2 separate regions of the Sus scrofa genome follow, and region 2 is linked to region 1. Evidence: chromatin contacts called from public promoter capture Hi-C data. All regions are on one chromosome and are shown on one strand. Each heading gives the region's core, a stretch centred on a gene start, on an enhancer-like site or on the middle of the called end of the contact. The rest is flanking DNA. Distances are from core to core; before and after follow the strand shown. Region 1 holds the start of TBX15 (T-box transcription factor TBX15). Region 2 holds the start of WDR3 (WD repeat-containing protein 3).

Evidence for each region. Promoter capture Hi-C pulls out the DNA fragments that hold promoters and counts their contacts.
Region 2: a promoter capture Hi-C map of fetal skeletal muscle shows a contact between it and region 1, with 7 times the contacts expected there. The contact joins the promoter of WDR3 here to the promoter of TBX15 in region 1.

The regions. Positions count from the first base shown.
Region 1 is chr4:101,917,157-101,921,407 of Sscrofa11.1, forward strand. TBX15 (T-box transcription factor TBX15) reads left to right here and starts at 1,735. Exons shown (of 12, transcript XM_001926903.7): 1 at 1,735-1,751; 2 at 1,856-3,075. The coding sequence starts at 2,871.
Region 2 is chr4:102,876,562-102,880,812 of Sscrofa11.1, forward strand. It overlaps WDR3 (WD repeat-containing protein 3), which reads right to left and starts at 2,075. Exons shown (of 27, transcript XM_021089970.1): 1 at 1,996-2,075. It overlaps GDAP2 (ganglioside-induced differentiation-associated protein 2), which reads left to right and starts at 2,182. Exons shown (of 14, transcript XM_021090826.1): 1 at 2,182-2,328.

The sequences.
Region 1 (4,251 bases), core at 485-2,984:
GGAAGGTTGTAGGAGCGCCTCTGAGAACTCTGTGCATAGTGTATGCTTTGGGGTTGGTGCAGATGCAGGATGTTGAAGGCACTGCCCATTTTTCTGTTTGACTCTTGGACATGTGTGTATGGACACTTACATCGTGCAGGCCTTCTGGACATGCATCTAGGTGCTGGGTAACTAAAACGTTCTCTTTTTGAGAACGTTTTATGACCTCAGGAAGGGTGCATGGCCTGTGCTGCATCAATTTCGCAAACAAACCAGGTCTGTGAGAGAAGAGAAAGCAAGAGGCTACCAGGGAGATGGGACATGCAGGCGATGGGGGAGGAGGAAAATGCTGGGAAAGAACAGAGGCCGCCCCATTGCTAGTCTATCTGGGCTGGTCCTGGCAGGCTCCAGCCAAGGGCAGTAATCGCAAGCCAAAAGAGAGGTTTAAGCCACAGGGGAAGCTAACTGTGTTCCTGGCCTGCCGTTTCTCCAGCTCCTTTGCTGAAGCCTGGGAGTGTTGAATGCCTGGTCACTTTCGGTGAGGTCGGCCTAGAAGCAACCCTGAGCGGTGACTGAGGTGCAAAGCCCTTGGCCTTGCCACTCCTCCTTTTGCCTGGCAACTCAATGGCCCGAAGGGCTCAGTGCCCCATCCCAGTGTTTTTGGAGTGCTGCTTGGGACCCTCAAGCCTGGGATGCAGGCTCCTGGAATGCCCTGGAGACCAAGCCTTGCTGAATTATACTCATCCAGTGGCTTTTCCATTATTCTTTCTGCATTTGCTGTGCCAATCGCTTCCTCTTCTCCAGGCTGGAGCCCAATTTGAGCGAGCTCCAAAAATGGCCTTTTTTGCTCTCTTCCAAAGAGTCCCAAGGTACCTTCAGGCCACTGGGCCCAGCTGTTACCTCCAGCACTAGAGCACATCCAACTGTAATAGCAAGAACTAGCTTCCCACAGCCCCTCAGTGGTCAGGAGGGAAATGTGCCATTTCAGAGGTCCAACAGGCTCTCCATTCTTGCCCCAAGGTGCAAGGACTGATGAGCCCTCATTCTTGGGGAGTCTGTGACACACCTTGGGCCCCCCTTTCCCAGGCTTTCAAGTTCAGGCCCTGCCCACAGCCTGAGTGTTGAGGAGACTTGCCTGCTGGGGCCTCTAGATCTGTCGTTCGCACCAGGGAGCTCTCTTTCCTGCCTCTTTGAGCAGGGATAGAAGCGTCTTAACCAGGGCGTTGGGAAGATCGAGCTGCGGCTCAGCCGTCGCCTGCGAAATCCGAGACCTTTTTCCAGCTTGGCAGGATCAACTTCTTGGCCCCTCTGTACTGGCCGTGCACTGGTCTGCGCCCCAGGGTCTTCTTCCGCAGCACAAGACCAGACCTGGGAGAGGGGTGTGGGGAATCCGAATGACCAAAAGTGTTGGATTTAAGTTCCTTAGAAACCTCTGATGACTGCAGTGTCCTGAAAGATTTTTTTTTTTTTTTAAAGGGTGGAGGGAGGATCAGTGGGGCGGAGAGAGCCGGGCTCCAGAGGTGATCGGATTTGAAGGGAATTTTGAAAAGCTCCTTCGCCGCTGTCAAAGTTCCTCGCTGCCCTCGCCCATACCCTCTCGGTGGGTTCTCCAGAGCAAGCGCCCCGAGCAGGCGAGGCTCGGCTTAGCATCCACGCCGAACGGAAGGAGAGCGTTTGCTGTGTGCGGGCCCAGTCTGGATCCGCCTACGGAGCGCGCGGTAAGCCGGGTGCCCACTGCCGGCCTCTCGCGTTGAGGGCGCTACGTCTACCAGGTAGAGCTGGAAGGAGGAAGCGATCTTTAAATTTTCAATTACAAGGCCCTGGATAGTAATGAGGCTTTTTTGTTTGTTTGTTTGTTTCGTTTTGCCTTAACCAGAGTTGCTTAGAAATCGTTCGACAGGAAAGGACCTGTGTAGCGAAACCCCGGAGGAATGAGCAGATCTAAAGGCATCTGGGGTCAAGCGCGAGATTATCAGAGTCGTTTTCCGGGTGTATTTGGGCAGGTTGACATTTTGTCAGAGCCCCCAAGTTCCAGATCCACAGTTAAAATTCCCGATCCATAGCTAAAATAGGTCTATGAGACCTAGCAGATTTGGGAGGAAAAGGTACGGATTTGGGGCTTGCAGGAGTTTGTAACGGCACAAGATCAGACCTCTACTTTTAGCTCCCCTCCTTCCAGCGAGGAGCCGTGGGGGGACCGGGAAGCCAGGGGTTAAAGTTGGCCCAGGAGCATCCCGGGGACAACCCGCGCGGAGCCTTGGCCAGAGCCTCAGTCTCTCCCCTCCTCTCATTGGCCCTTGCCGGCAGGGTTTCTCCTGTTCCCTCTTTGCCATTGGTCGGGGGCTGGCTTTTTTTCCCCTCAGTCTTTCTCTTCCTCCCCCCTCCCTCTCCCTCGCCCCTCGGACAGGAGCGCACCGCCTGCCCCCAGCTCCTCGGGAAGGGAGGAATTTAGAAAAAAAAGTTTCCCAGAAATTTGGATCAGAGGAAGGACGGGAAGACCAAGAGAGGAAGAGGGAGAGGGAGGAGAGAAAGGGAGAGGGAGGAGAGAGAATTAAAAAAAAAAAAAGATGAAGTCCAGTCTGCACAGCCTGTGAGCGCCTGCCCGGGTGGGTGGGAAGCAGGACTCGGGCGCTCATGCAGCGAGTGAGCGGCGCTCGGGGCGCTCGTTCCTAGCGGCTGGGGCAGCTAGGGGCGTCGGTCCGAGCCGGCGGTGGCGGGCGGGGGAGGGCGCTGGGGGAGGGTGCCTAGGACCAGCGGAGCCACCGCCTTCAGACTCCACTGCCTCGCTGCCGCCTTTCCCGGGCCCAGCCCGGCGGGCGCTCGGAGCGTGAGGGCTCGGGCTGCTCCCTCAGTAGCGAGGGCGAGAGGGGGCCTGGGTGCGGGCGGCTAAGATGAGTGAAAGGAGAAGATCTGCAGTCGCCCTGAGCTCGCGAGCACATGCCTTCTCCGTTGAAGCCTTGATCGGCTCAAATAAAAAGCGGAAACTGCGAGACTGGGAGGAGAAGGGGCTGGACCTGTCCATGGAGGCGCTGAGCCCCGCAGGCCCACTCGGAGACACGGAGGACGCGGCCGCGCACGGCCTGGAGCCTCACCCGGGTGAGTGCGTAGGGCCAGAACGCGGGAGGCGGGCGGAGAGTGGACGCCAGGCGGCCCGCCGGCGGGGAGAGTGGGGAGGCGAGAGGCCCTGGTCGTGACGCGGTCTGGCTCCAACCCGGGTTTCTTTTCCTTCGCGCAAATGCCTTGAGCCTTCTCCAGATTCGCCCGAACCAATTTGGGGGAACTGGCCTGCGCTTTGCATTTTCGTCTCCAACCGCAAGCAAAGAAGCCTGCATGCTCAAATCCCCTTCTCTTTCTGGGAGCGGAGTGCAGTGTTCACGGCTCCCGCAGCTGAGGGAGCTGCAGGCCCCCGGGGTTAAATGGGGCGCGGATCGAAGGTAAGGGCGGGAGCGGAGAGTCCCAAGGACTGGCACAGAATTCTCTGTCCGACACTCCTGGGGGAATCGCCCAGTTTGTCCTACTTAGCCTTCAATCTCGGTCCTCGTCCTTCCCCCAGCAACTTTTCTGGAACTCAGATTGTTTTGTTTCTCCTGCTCCCAGTGACGAGGGAGCTTATTATGTTTCTACTTCGTTGGCGTTTAAGGAAAGAGGAATGGATGTTACCTCCCTTGCCCCTCGCCCTGGGCCACTTTTCAGGGCCCACATCTCTGCGTAGTTGTGGGGAGCGGTGCAATAACGTGTGTCTCAGAACTGTGCGAATTCCGTGCACACTCTATGCACACAACACGTAAAACACCGGGCGGATGTCCATGTCAACATTTTAACAGAACCTAGGGGTGGGGGGAGAAACAACTTAACGTTTTGTATTAAGTGCCAAGATTTCAACTGTGCAAAACAGCCCCGGGGAACAGCTGTTGTCGGAAGAATCTAGCGCGCGCACACATACACACGCGCGCGCACACACACACTCACTCTCACACACACCACACACACACACACACACAGAGGCAATGCTTGCAGCTTGGTTTCGTGCCTCGGAAACTTTCCAGCCAGGATTTCTAAAACTTTTCTGGAGGTGCTCCTGCTGACCAACTAGGGCTGGAGGAGTAGATTTGGGTCAGAGCGTCAGCAAGTCAGCAGCCGGCAAAGGAATGGGGGCGGTTGCAGGCCCAGGAGCTTGGGGATCGAGCTTGGGGCCCAGAAACTTGGGGGCTGGAAAGCTGGCCGACCCAAGGAGAGACAGCTGTCGCTTACATTTTCTCTTTCAGCAGTGAC
Region 2 (4,251 bases), core at 825-3,324, 960 kb after region 1:
GTTCACTTGTTTAACACCACAGGGTCTCTTTCTGATTACAACCTGGTGTTTTCATCTATTTTAACTGGAAAATACTCAATGCCAACTCTATGCTAACATTTTCTTTTAATCATCACTTACTGGCCTCATTTCTTCTCATAGGAACCAACATAAAGCCAGTTAAACGTGAAGGAAAGATACTATTAACATAGCGATAATACAACCTAGGCCATTTAAAAAAAAACTATTGTAGTTGATTCACAATGTTAAGTTTCTGCTGTTAAGTGTTTCAGTTATATCTTTTTTCATTATTTATCACAGGATATTCAATATAGTTCCCTGTGCTTGACAGTAGGACCTTATAGTTTATCCATTCTATATATGCTAGTTCGCATCTAACCCGGCCATTGGATCAATTCGTTTCCATTTCCTCTTACTCCTCCAGCCCTATAACTGGTTTCCATGGAGTCTTTGGCTACTTACCACAGTATTTTCCTTGGAGATTAGGCCCAGGGACTCCACATCTCTATTCAGTCCTCCCCACATGTGTGAATACTAATTATCAATTTCAAGAATTTATGAAGACATCCTCATCCAAATATCTTGCAATATCACTCTTAAACATGTATAAAGTCATGCCCAACCTGCTTCCTGAACCCTACTCATTTTTTTCTGACACTAAGACACACAGCTCTCCAACCTATTGGGATCACAGCCTTGTCATAATTTTTGGCTAATTAATATTATTTAAGCAGCCAACGCTTAAAGAGTGCTTACTATATGCTACCTAATACATTAAATGTATATAACTGAGTAAACACATAGTTCATTACATATAGTAATTAAGTTAATTAAGCGAGTTAATATATGTAAACCACTTTAAAAAAGCATCTAGCATACTGTAAGAGTATAAAAAAAAATTCACAATAACCTTGCAAGATAGGTGCGTTACTACCTGCATTTTACAGATTAGGAAACAAGGCACATAGAATGAAACAGCTAGCCCAAAGTCATTCAGCTGGTTTTAAGTGCCAAAGCCAGATTACAATCCCGTCAAACTCCAAATTTTCTTCTTTAAACCACTAAACTACTTCTCTTACCCTCTGTCCTGTCTGAAGTAGGATTCTTTTCCCTCTTTCCACAACTTTCTGTTCCAGTGGCTTAATCACTGGGTTCCTGCACCAATTTTCTATGCAGCACCACCGCCTCCAGGTTTTTCATTTAAAAGTCGTAATACGACCTAATTTTATCAGATGCACTATCCCAAAGCCCTTGAAAAAGCGAAACTGTTTTCAGTTCCCCCAAACTCAACCCATTTATCCCTCTTTATTTCTCACATAACCTTTCTCCTGTCAGGCTAGTTGGTTACCCTCCTTGTGCTGTGCCTTGCCTTCATGATATTCCTCTCCTATCTACCTATTTTAATTAGTGTTATCCTCTGAGGCCCACTTCCCTCGGGACTAGTCTAATTCCTGAAGCTTTTCCAATGCTTCAGTACTTCAATGATCTTCCATATAACTTGGAACTGGTCACTTGTATCTAACGTGCACAGATCTCGACGCTTTTTGGATAGCGCTCACGAGATAACGCTACTCTGAGCCCCTAACATCCATGCTTCCTAACCCACAGCCCCCCAAAACATGCTTCTATGATGCGCTGCAAGGCTGGGCCGCGGTAACAAACCTGTCAGACGCCCCTAAACCACGACTTCAGTCAGGAGAGAGTGAGGTGGGGATTCCTCACACCCACCACGCTGCGGGAGCATCCTCTGGCGAGCATTGCAAGCCCCGGGTCAGCCAGCTCGACACCGCACGCGCCAGCCTCAGGCTCCGCAGACGGCCCCCCGGGACAGCAGTGAAGCGCTCGCAGTAGCTCAGGTTCCCCTCCACCCTAGCTACGGGCCCCCAAATTCCCCTGGCTTGTCTGCTACTGGCACCACGAAGGCCTCAGTCAGGACCAAACAAACCAAAGGAGCGGAGCAAAGACGATCTGCCACCGCGAGACCACTGCACGCACCTGGGCCTCCACGAGGTTCTGGGCTGATTGGACCCGCCCACTGGGCCCACCCCTTCCGGGTCCGCTCCAGGTCCCTCTTCCGCCCAACGTTCCTTTTGCCTTCGAGGGGAAATGACGTCAGAGCAAGGCTCTGATTGGCGGATGCCTGCCGGGAGCGGAAGCCCGTGTTTTGCAGCCCCGGGCTCCCGCGACTGCTCCTTCCAGCCTCTTGGGACTCGGCTCGCGTTTACCACTGAGCTGCTGGCACAGGTTGTCAGGCGATGCGACTCGGCTGCTTTCCACGAGGAACTTAACCCGTCGCACCTGCCGCCCGGATGGGACCGCCAGAGAGCTGTGAGAGGCGGGACGGAGGCTGGAAGGGAGGGCGGGGCAGAGCGGGCCGGGGGAGCGGCGGGAGGCGCACGGACTCGGCCCAGGTTAGGGGTGCGGACCGAGAGGGTTGGTTCTCCTCATTCTTTGCAAAAATGCACCTGCCGTTTCTTTCCCCGCTGTTGGTCAGGTTCCTCTGGTCCGAGGGGCTGTCGGGGACGAGTTACCCACCAGAGGATATACAGTAGGTAGACCCGGGCATTAGGACAGTGGTGCTGGAGTCACTGGGGAGGCGCGCACCTTGGAGTGCAGGTGAATTAGGGCGGCCGGGAGCCCTGGAGTTATATAACCCCAGAGTCGAATTTTTGGGGTCGCCTGTGTGGACTGGGCGTTCCACCGACCGAGAGCAGCTAGAATCAGAGCTGGGTAGGCAATGAGCCCAGGATGCTGAGTTGTCTGGATCCCTGCAGTCCCTGGAGTGACATTGGTCTGGCTTTCAGTTTCCGCTCCTTGGCCGCTTGAGGGGGAAGTGACCGGAGCTGACTCCTCCTTGCTTGGTAATGGTAATTGAGGCTTTAAGTGCTCTGTCACCAAGTGGGCTTTTTTCTCTTTTGCAGTTTCTGTCCGATCTTATTCTTGAACTGCATAGAAGTGTTCACAAAGGAGTTCTGATGTCTGTAGCTGTGAAAAATTAAAGCTAACATATAACAGTATAGAAGAAATAAGCCTCTGCCTTCACTTATTGTATGATAGCTGCAGCCAGCCCTGAAATAAGACTTCTATCTATAGTATCCGATTTTCTTTAAGCGTTGAGTTTTTAAGACATGTTCAGCTAGTCTTCTATATTCAAGAAAATTGCAATTGTAAAGAATGTATATGATCAGATGAAAGTAATTGTAACTGTTTAGGTATTTGAAAAAAGATTACTGCGGGTTGGATGAATGGTTAAGGGAGGAAATTGTGACAACAGACTATTATTTCAGTAAGTTTGGTGGTGGAAAGGAGAACTTAGGTGAGCGTGTCTGGTTAATATCTCATAGTTAATGTGAATTGTATTATATAGATGAAAAATGCGTATATATGAGAAAAACTTTGCTTCGGTAGAAAACTTTATAGTCTAGATTCCATCTTGAAGACACCCCTTGAATTACTGATTTAAGAAAGCTATTTAAATACTGTCAGTACTAAAACAATTTTTTCTATAGACACAAAAATTCTGTCCCCTTAGAGGCTCAGTGGAAGTTTTGTCATGAGTGCATTCATTTCAGTATTCTTGGCCGATTAATGTGTCTGATTATGTAATTCCCTTTTTCTACTCTCTGGTTTCTTTGTGAGTTAAATAAAATTTTGAACCATATTCTTTTTGCATTTTAAGTCATGGTTTTACCTTTCAAAAAAATTAACATTATTAAATAATATGGCAGTATAGCAGAAATTGACAGAACATTGTAAATAAACTATATTAAAAATCTTTAAAAAATAAATATTATGGAAAGGAACAACCACAAAGGGAAAAAATAATTTTATAAAAATTGCTATAAGAGGAACTGTGAGTGCTAAGATAATGCATCTTATAAATTCCCAATACACTGTTTCAAGAGCATAACCCTAGTTTCTTGTTTCAAAATTGCTTAATGTATTAATATTATCAAAACATGGTAAAGTTCTTTTATATGAGGTGGTATTATCAACTCACCGTTAGAGCATGTGCTTTGGATGTTTTTGAATGACGGTGTTAAATTTGACCTAGTCCATTAACACAGAACTCTTTTCTTGATATGTTGACATGTTTGACTGCTTCAGTTTGTTTTTCCATTTAAGTAACTTGCTTAAAAAAAGGTCATTCTTTCTATTTGCATAGGATGATTCTTAAATATAATACGTCTGGCATTGGGATACAGATATTGTATCCAGAAGTTTTAGATATTGACAAAGACATAGAGTGGT